Regions from separate parts of the Mus musculus genome. Here regions 1 and 3 are each linked to region 2. A link is a contact called in public Hi-C and HiCAR-type data. All regions are on one chromosome and are shown on one strand. The core of a region is the stretch at or near the end of the contact, and the rest is flanking DNA. Distances in the headings are between cores, read along the strand shown. Region 1 holds the start of Ankrd27 (ankyrin repeat domain 27 (VPS9 domain)). Region 2 holds the start of Plekhf1 (pleckstrin homology domain containing, family F (with FYVE domain) member 1). Region 3 overlaps Dpy19l3 (dpy-19-like 3 (C. elegans)).

What was found. A called contact is a pair of places that touch in the nucleus more often than the background predicts. HiCAR-type assays count read pairs that join an accessible place to other places.
Region 1: a HiCAR-type map of astrocytes shows a contact between it and region 2, with 3 times the contacts expected there. The contact joins the promoter of Ankrd27 here to the promoter of Plekhf1 in region 2. A contact is called at or near these places in 1 of 484 Hi-C or Micro-C datasets (uterus), 1 of 115 datasets of contacts at active chromatin or transcription factors (astrocytes) and 1 of 9 other capture datasets (liver).
Region 3: a contact with region 2 is called in a Hi-C map of muscle stem cells, with 6 times the contacts expected there. The contact joins the enhancer-like site here to the promoter of Plekhf1 in region 2. A contact is called at or near these places in 1 of 39 promoter capture datasets (embryonic stem cells), 1 of 484 Hi-C or Micro-C datasets (muscle stem cells) and 1 of 9 other capture datasets (adipose tissue).

The regions. Positions count from the first base shown.
Region 1 is chr7:35,584,721-35,587,602 of GRCm38.p6, reverse strand. Ankrd27 (ankyrin repeat domain 27 (VPS9 domain)) reads right to left here and starts at 1,356. Exons shown (of 29, transcript NM_145633.3): 1 at 1,234-1,356. Rgs9bp (regulator of G-protein signalling 9 binding protein) reads left to right here and starts at 2,021. Exons shown (of 1, transcript NM_145840.3): 1 at 2,021-2,882. The coding sequence starts at 2,383.
Region 2 is chr7:38,226,640-38,229,822 of GRCm38.p6, reverse strand. It overlaps Plekhf1 (pleckstrin homology domain containing, family F (with FYVE domain) member 1), which reads left to right and starts at 1,829. Exons shown (of 2, transcript NM_024413.2): 1 at 1,829-1,882.
Region 3 is chr7:35,744,138-35,747,248 of GRCm38.p6, reverse strand. All of the region lies in intron 3 of Dpy19l3 (dpy-19-like 3 (C. elegans)), which reads left to right. Among named protein-coding and RNA genes, the nearest start is that of Dpy19l3, 8.8 kb to the left of the region's middle. Within about 2 kb of position 1,743, at least 73 of the 459 cell types and tissues checked have an H3K27ac peak or open chromatin away from gene starts, as enhancers often do. A contact at or near this core is called in muscle stem cells, where this site is marked.

The DNA of each region.
Region 1 (2,882 bases), core at 107-2,606, 2.6 Mb after region 2:
CCAAGCCTCCTCCCCCACCCCCACCCCCCCTTAACAAGCTGAATGATCCATACTTGGTGTTTGGCCATTGTCCATTTTCTAAGCCCCATCATTCCCCATGCCCTACAGCTTCCCAAAGGGATGGGTTCTCCCTCCTTCCACCCATTCGGTCCCCAAACCTAGTCCCCTATCAAAACCCATGGGGGTGGGTGGCTCCTGCGTGGCTGCAATCATCACCCCGCCCTGCCCCAAGAATGGCTAAGTCTCACAATATCCAAATTCTGAATGCAAACCGACAGCTGAGCTGGCTAAAGGAAAGACCCCTGAGTGACAGTAAGTACTGGGGTTCAGGGCCCTAGATCCTGTCGGTTGACACACCACCACGGCCTGCACTGGGGGACTCTGAAAACCCTACTATGTGCTGCTTTCGCTCCGGATCAATGGGAAGTTTACAGTGTTTGATGTAAACAGGAGCATCTCTCCACAGAATGAAACAGAAATCCCAGCCACTGAGAACTCTGTCTGTCCAGTCTCACTAGCCCTCTTATCCCAAGCCTCTCACTCCTAGATGGTGATGTGTCACTTGCTTCCCCTGCCACCCACCCCGCCTTGAGTGTCCAGGTCCCCTGGAGCTGGAGGAGAGGCTGGAGGGGCACCGCCTGGCGCGCGCGCATCTGGGCAGTCCGTTTTCAACCAAGAAACCGAACACACTCTGTGTGGTTGTACGTCTCTGGGTACCTGAGTTTTCCATAAGTCTTCTCTACATACAGGACGAGAGGACCTCGCCACGTGTAAAGCAGGCAGGGATACCCTTTCCACTTTCAGCCCCGGCGGAAACTCAATCAGCTGGCCTAGACCAGGATCTGAACACACAGCCTCCTCCCTCAGTTTGGTCACCGGAAAACCTCCCAGGCCACATGGCCTGGGAGCGACAGCTCTGCCCACTGCCCCAAGTCCCAGCTCCGGGGGACCCAGGCCTGCCGTGGTGCCACAGGAACAGATGCATTCTCCGCGCCGCCTAGGCATCCCTCTGGACCTAGTGGACAACGTGCGCGCCGCGATGCGGACCGCAGAGGAACGGGAGAGCTGGGAGGCTCAGCCCGCCACGGGTCCGGGCCCCTGGGGCCCATCAGCCCAGCCTGGGGCTCCCCTTCAGTGCAGGGAACCCCTCCCCCTTCCTCTCCCAGGCCCCGCCCGACCTCGGCGTTCCCCAGAGTAGGGAGGCGCTGGAGGATACCCGCAGAAGACACTTACTTAAGAGGCTACATAGTTTCACCTCTGTGCTACGACAGCACCTCCCGGACCCTGGGCTGGGACCTGAGTGCCCACCACCCGGGTGCGGTGGCTCCACTCTTCAGCCTACCTCTTTACTCCGCCGTTGGGCGGAACCCTGCTCCAGTCTGTCCAATAAGAGGTCGTTTTAGTCGAGACTGACACGTAAACAGAGCAATCATTAAGTCTAGTTCAGTCGGAGGTGGGGCCCAGGCGACTCCGCGCTTCCTACTCAAGCTAGCCCCGCCCAGAACCAGGGAGTGCGCGTGCCCAGAATTCGAGAGGCGGGACCTAAGGAAGATCTGATATTAGGGGTGGGGTCCAAGCTGGGCCCCTGAAATGGGGTTAGACTGTGATGAAGAAGAGAGCTCCAACTAAGTAACAATCCTACCCGGTCGATCGCCCGTGCTACTGGTGATGCAAACTGGAGGTGCCCAGACTTCCGAGCCACCCTACTCTGTTGCCTACAGGGTCTAGTCCCTTGGTCCTTTCCCTTCACTAGCATGGGCTGCGATAAGCTAAGCATTCTTTCTACCGAGTCTCACTTTTCCTCGTCTGCAAAGTAGGAAAAAAAAAAACCTTGAATTTGTAGGGCGCTAAGGTTCCAGAATTATCATGGTAGGGAGAAGAGGGAAAGCCACACTTGATCTACCTGGGCTGGGCCCCGCCTACCCCTGGCCCGGGGGCGGGGAGGGGGCGGGGGGGGCGGGCGGAGGAAGCCCCGGGCCTGGACTGGTGGCTGGAGGCGTGTCCTAGGAAACTGGATCCTGCTGCCCTTGGCCGGGGCTAAGGCGCGCGGCTCGTCTTGGAGACTTGGGGTCGATCAAGGATGGGGTCTTCACTCTGGGCTTCTCAGGGAGCCGCCGTGAAAAAGAAAGTGGTGCAAAGACACTACGCGTGACCCGGAGCGCGTCTGGGGGAAATGGAGGAGCGGATGGGGAGAAGCTAACCAGACTACCCCAGCCGTGGGGACGCCGGAGGCGCACCTCAAGGGTCCCTGGAGAGCTCTGTTGAGAACAGCGGCGAGGACATGAGGAGCTTTCAGTCCGCCCTGCTCAAGGCTGGCATCAGGGCTGGAGGCGACCTACGACGTTGAAGGTTGCAAGTAGGGTACCGCCGGAGGGCAGCGCCATGGCCAGAGAGGAGTGCAAGGCGCTGCTGGACGCGCTCAACAAGACCACAGCGTGCTACCATCACTTAGTGCTTACTGTGGGCGGCTCCGCGGACACTCAGGACCTACGCGAAGAGCTGCAGAAGACCCGCCAGAAGGCGCGGGAGCTGGCCGTGGCCACCGGCGCCCGGTTGACCGTCGCGCTCCGGGACCGGAGCTTAGCTACCGAGGAGCGCGCGGAGTTTGAGCGGCTCTGGGTGGCCTTTTCAGGCTGCCTGGACCTGCTCGAAGCCGACATGCAGCGCGCACTAGCGCTGGGAGCCACCTTCCCGCTGCACGCGCCGCGCCGGCCACTTGTTCGCACTGGGGTGACGGGCGGCTCCTCTGCTGTAGCTGCGCGCGCCCTGAGCGCCCGCAGCCTGCGGCACGAAGCGGAGAGCGACTTCGATGTCGCCGATCTGCCCCAGTTGGAGCGCGAAGTCCTCCAGGTGGGCGAGATGATTGACGACATGGAAATGAA
Region 2 (3,183 bases), core at 580-3,079:
ACCCCAGCTTTGACCATTAATTCCCAAATAAAGGATACATACAACCTTTATACTTCCAATAAGCTTTAATCAGCACAAGAGCTGGGCAGATATCTATCCTCTATGCTATATAATATAATAATTCCATTATATAATTTGCTATGTTTCATCTGGGCTGCTCTTAACTCCAACTAGCCACCCCACATGGAGATTATTTTAAGGTTCTTACCCCATGGCGTTTTCCTTTTTTTTTCACCTCCTTTTTTTCTCCTGGTCGAGGTCTCCTTGACCCCCAAACTGGGGAACTCAAGACCACGCCTATCTCTCTTTTGCCCAACTATTGGCTGTGGGCAGCTTTATTCACCAATCAGGGACAAGCTGGGGGGCAAGGTTACATAGGGCAATTTATAGAGTATGTGCAAGGCTCCCTGGAAGCAACCTGGCCTTGTTATTATATTGTAATTTAGCATTACAATATAAGCAAACGACCAGACCTCTGCATAAATAAACCAATATTGCCAAATCCTTGATTGACTGACTGAGACAAGGTCTCATTATGTAGCTCAGGCTGCCCTCAAACTCCATCCTCCTGCCTCAGCCTCCTGCGTGCTGAGATCACAGGCATATGACACCCAGATCCCTAAATCTTATGATTAAAGATGAGCTAAAGTCAGGGCTGGAGATATAATATCTCACTGGTGGAGTACTTCTCTAGAACTTGAGATTGTGAGTTTACTGGAGGGGGGGCTAAAAGTCTCTATTTTTATGTGTCTTCTCCCCATCTGAAATATTCACAGCAGTGCATTTTGTAAATGATTAAACAAACTTCAAACCTAAAAGAAATATCAATAAGCGCTGGTGGGGTAAGGATGTGGGGGATGGTAGGGATTAAGGGACAGTTTAGGGAAGGGTCTGCCCCTAACACCATCACCAGAGGGCCACACCATCCCCTTCCAAACCCAGTTTGGTCTTGGCCCAGCGGGTACCAGGCTAACCAGAGCTAGTCCCTCTTCAATGTAACCAGTTTAGCAACACAAACTGACACTATAGACTAATATTAGCCCAGCAGTCTAGAGACAGAGGCAAGGCTTCTATGAGTTCAGGGATAGCCTAGTCTACATATAGAATTTCTGGTCAGCCAGGGGTAACAAGACAATAAAAAATGGATGGAGTTGAGAACTGCTGCTTTGTGGCCAAGGAGACCTCTCTGAGGAGGTGACACTGAAATGACAAAGGAGGGAGAGGGCGAAGGGTGGGAGTGGTTTTTAAGGAACCAGAAGACAGTGGATGAGAATTGCGTGGGGGCAGGTGAGATGGGAAAGCAGCCTTGGAATTGAGTTCTAAGTGACACCAGTAGCCAGGGCGGGGTACCTGTTCGTCTTGGATCTACACGATGAATGCCTGGGGTCCACTAAACTAATTTCCTCCCGTGTACTTTTGACATTTTCCTCTAGGAAAAAAATTATAAAGTTCTGTTGATCGTTAAGAAAACGTGTGTCTCTGTGGCTGAAAAGAGTAACATCATAGTAACAGGGGCACCTGAGGGCCCACCACTCCGTCATGCCTGCTTCCCTCACAGGCTGTTCCTCTGACCAGCGCCGACTCAGTCTTGAGTGTGGCGACCAGCAAAGCTGGGAACCGGACTCCAACCAGGAATCAGCCCATCGTCCCCACGCACAACCGCTGCTGACCCGTTTACGGTCCAGCGGTTTAATTACGCCCGCGCACATTTCTGGAGAACTCGGGCCGGCTCCGCCCCCGCCTGCGTGCCAGGGCTTCGATTGGTCCAGAGTCCCTCGAAGGGGCGTGACCAGAGAATTGGAACCCGGAGGCGTGGGCGGCGCAGGGATTGGCGGGCGCCAGTTCGGGACTGGCTGTGCGGACGCGGAGGTTCCTACGGGAGGTAAGCAGGCTACGGAGGGGGAGAGCGCTCCCCTTCCGCCCTCCACCCTGCCAGGTCTGCAGCTGTGGGTAGAGGTGGCCTCAGGAACCCGCATCTGGGGCTCCACTGGAGCAGAGGCTGCTCGCTGTTTTCTGACTTGGGAAGGGGTTGACAGCTGGGACTCTAGGGCCACTGAGTCCCAGGACTGTGCGCGAGTTGGAGAAGGGTTCTCCGCAGAGTCTCTACCCTCTCCTTATCCCGTGATGTTCCGGGAACCTCGTCTTGGCCAGAGACGTCTTGGGTTGGGAGGGACGGTTCTCAATAGCCTCGGATTTGGGACCCTGAAGAGTTTGAGTTCGCGACTCTTCATATAGGAAGTTATTGGTGTGGGACCGGGCCTGGATTCTCCTAGGGAGTAACTGAAGTACAATAAAGAGGTGTCCCCAGGCCTTAGCAGGAGGGAAACCGGCAGTTCCAAGTCTCAGTGGAATGTGTGCACTCCCCGGAGAGGGCGCAGTCCTTAGAATGTGAACAAAACCGGTATCAGATTCTACCCGGTCAGAGGCTGCAGAGGAGGGGCGATCAGTGCTAGAGTCAAGACCCCTGCGGTTTTTGTAAGCTGAAGTGCTTCATTTGCTGTGCGTCCTGCCCACGTCAGCCCTCAGAGCTGCTCAGAGTGGCTAGGCCAGTTAGTTGTCTGAGCACTGGGACCTGGCCAACCCTGTCCCGCCAAGGAAGGAGGGGTTTGGCATTGTGGCCTGCGGGATGGGACTGACTACCCTGTGTGTTATGCGGTGAAAGACACCAAAGTCAGGCAGTAGGAAAGACTACACACTCTGGATTTTAAGAACTTCTGACCCAGGGCATGTTTTTTTTGTTGTTGTTGTTTGTTTGTTTGTTTGTTTGTTTGTTTTTTGGGGGGGTGGGGGCGTGTTGTTTTGTTTACTAGGGCCAAAAGTTTCAGAAGTTATTGTCTCCTTTTCATCATGTGAATTCCCGGGATAGGACATGGCCACAAACACCAGGTTACCCAAAAGATTTTGCTTTTTTTGAGATAAGGTCTCCTTGTATAGTCCAGATTGACCTACAACTCTCTACCTTCCTATCTAATCTTACCAGATGCTAGATTATAGGAATGCCCTCTGGGCCAAAGTTTTTCTACCTTGGCTCAGAGTTTATCTGGAAGCTGGGCCCACTCCTGAGGTTCTTGGGTGGTGACTGTGAAGTGGCTCATGGGCACGGAGTTACAGCCATGCTTTGTGCTTAATTAACATTGTGTCTAGCAAACAGTGGGTGCTAAGAAAGTAGCACCTAAGGGTTTA
Region 3 (3,111 bases), core at 494-2,993, 2.5 Mb after region 2:
GATTTTTTGACAACTTGAAGCAAGCGCAAGTTTTTTCTGGGAAGAAGAAACCTCACCTGAGAAAAATGCCCCTATCACACTGGACTGTAATTGGTTAATGATTGACGTGGGAGGGTTCAGTCCACTGGGGCAGTGCCATCTCTGGGCAGGCTGAGCAAGCCATTAAGCAGCACCCTCCATGGCCTCGGCCTTCATTCCTTCCCTGAGTTTCCACCCTGACTCCCTTCATGAGGGACTGGGTGTAGAAAGCAAATAAACGGTTGCCTGCCCGAGTTGCTTTAGTCACGGTGCTTCATCTCAGCAGGAGAAAGCAAACTAGGACCTTGAGTGGGGGGGGGTGGGGGGTGAAAAGTGGCTCTCACTTCTCCCTTGCTGTGGGTGTTACATGTTGTCAGGTGACGTTCATTGGAATGCTGAGAGAAGCTAGTTGTTAGCTAAGTGAGTACACACCGAAGGTTACACCCACTAGATGGGTCTCCTAGGTCAGTAGAGAGGCTGGGGACAAATGGCTTCTGAGACCAAAGATGGCTGTGGGTCTGCAGCCATTCATGTAGATGTGCCGCCTTTGGGGAACTTGAGTTTGCACTCCCTTTGTGTAGGGGTTCAGAGCTTGGCAGGAGGTGGAGAGAAGAAGGTGTAGTCAGAGTTTTCTAGGAAGTTGGCCTGGAAGGACTTTTTTTTTTTTTTTTCTAAATGGAAGGTGACATTTTTATGTTAATCAGGGCAGAAAGATCAGTGACAACCTGATACATTCTGTGAGCAGCTTGGTGGCTGGCTGGATACATCAGCCATTCTCTGTAACAATGCCGTTTGCAGTTCTCCAGGACACAGTTCCTTCTCGCCACCAGTGAGGCCAAACCTCCCAGGTTGAGAACTAGTTCTGGCCAAAACAGCTATGGCTGCGGACTCTAGTTGCAGCTAGACACAGTTGCACACGCCTTTATTCCTAGCACTTAGGTGGCAGAGGCAGGCTGGCCTCTGAATTCCAAGCCAGCCACGGTGACACAGAGAGACCTGGTCTACAAAACAAAGAAACCAAAAAGCCAAACTCCAGTCTCAAGTTGAGGAGTCCCAGGTGACTCTCACTTCTGAGCAGCTGGCTGTAAATCCTGAGGTGCCCTAGCCATTCAGGATGAGCAGTTGGCTAGGTCGAATCCTAGAACTCCTGGACGTGCTGGACTCGAAGGTGGAACAAAGATACAGGCTAGAACCAGCTGAAGGGAGAGATGCAGGGTGGTCCAGAGCATTCGAATCCCAAGCATCCGTTGCCCTTCCTTGTGAGCTCAGGTGGAAGTGCTCTCCTGGCATGGCAGTGTGGCAGTGTGAGGTTTGATGCCAGCAGGGGCAGCTCATCCAAGCTCTGGATAAACAAGTGTTTTCCTTAGGGTTACTATTGCTGGGATGAAACACCCTGAGGAAAAGCAACTTGGGGCAGAAAGGGTCTATCTCAGCTTACACTTCCATGTCACAGCGCATCCTTAAAGGAAGCCAGGCCAGGAACCTGGAGGTAGGAACTCAGGCAGTCAGTGTCCATGGAGGGATGAGTGCTGGCTACTGGCGTACTCTCCATGGCTTGCTTACTCTCCTTGCTTTTATTTGCCCAGGGGTGGCTCTGCTCAGTGAGTTGATCCCTCCCACACTGATAAAGAAAATGTACCAGGCTTTCCCATAGGCTAGTCTGATGGGGAGGGGCGCTTCCTAGTCAAGGTTCTACTAGACTCTAGCTGGTGTCAAGTCAACATAAAAACTAGCTGGCGTGAGACTCAGTCACTGGCCACGGGCTGAACATAGTTTGCAGCCTAGAGAGGTCAGAGTAATATGATACCGTGTGGCTCAAAGCACTAACCTTCTAGTTACTGGCAAGGCTGACTGACATTCTGAGTCACCTTTGCAGAAATGAGAGGCCCTTTCTGAGTCACCAGCCTCGAGCTGTCTTTTGGGGTCACTTAGGAACAGAGGACTGAGAACAGCCGGGTTCTTGATTTCTGGGGCCTAGATGTTATTTTCAAGGACAAGGTTTCACTGTGTAGCCCAGGCTGGCTCTGAACTCATGGTTCTCTTGTCACCACAACCCTCCCTCCCCCCAGCTGACTTTTGATACTGAAGGCTCTTTCAAAGTAGTCGTGCTAAAGATAGGGAGTTGAGGAAGCTGGATTTGTGGCTCCGAAGGCAGGCACTCCATCTGTGTTGGAAAACGGACATTTTCCTATTACCAGCTTGTAGCTGTGTGGGTGAGATTGTTTCAGAAGTGTGTAGTAGAGTGGGAAAGGAGGAGAAGCCTGGGCCGTCTTTCTGTGCCTCCGATTCCATCTGGGAAGCCACACACTGGCATATTCTCTACCAGGTTTCTTCCACCCACCACCCCCTGTCCCGTGGAGGCTACAACTGAGCTCAGAGGCTCACTGACTGCTCTCGCAATCTCTCTCGCAATCTCGCTCTTCTTTTCAAGACAGGGTCTCACTGTGTAGCTCTGGCAGGCCTGGAACTCACTCTGTAGACCAGGCTAGCCTCAAACTCAAAAATCTGCCTGCCTTTGCCTCCTGAGTGCTGAGATTAAAGGTGTAGGCCATTAATCCTGGCACTAAGCTTATTTTTTTTTTTAATGAAAATACTCAGATTTTTGAGTACTTGGAATTGTTAATTATTCAAAGACTACAGATTCTTTGTAAGATCGACAGCTTATACATTGGGTTTTTGTTTTCCAAATGATTTGCTGGTTACGTTTTACTTGATTTTAAGATGATATCTCACTTGGTAGTCCAGGCTAGCCTCCAAGTATTGATCCTCAACCGTCAGCTTTGAGTGCTGGGATTCCAGGTATGTGCCACCATGCCCCTCCTCAGTAGGGTGTGTGTGTGCGCGTGTGTGTGTGTGTGTGTGTGTGTGTGTGTGTGTGTAGTGTGTGTGGTGTGTTTGTTTCCTTTGAAACACAGTCTCAGTGCCCAACCCTGGGTGGCTTGATGCTACAGTCTGGGTGAGAAAGTTGCAGGCTACCACACACAGAAGGCCAAGTTGGAGTCCTTTATTAGCTGGCAGCCAAGAGTGGGGTCTCTTGCCCCAAAGCTCAGGGACAGAGCTTTGCTAAAGGCAAACACCGCAGTGACATTGCTG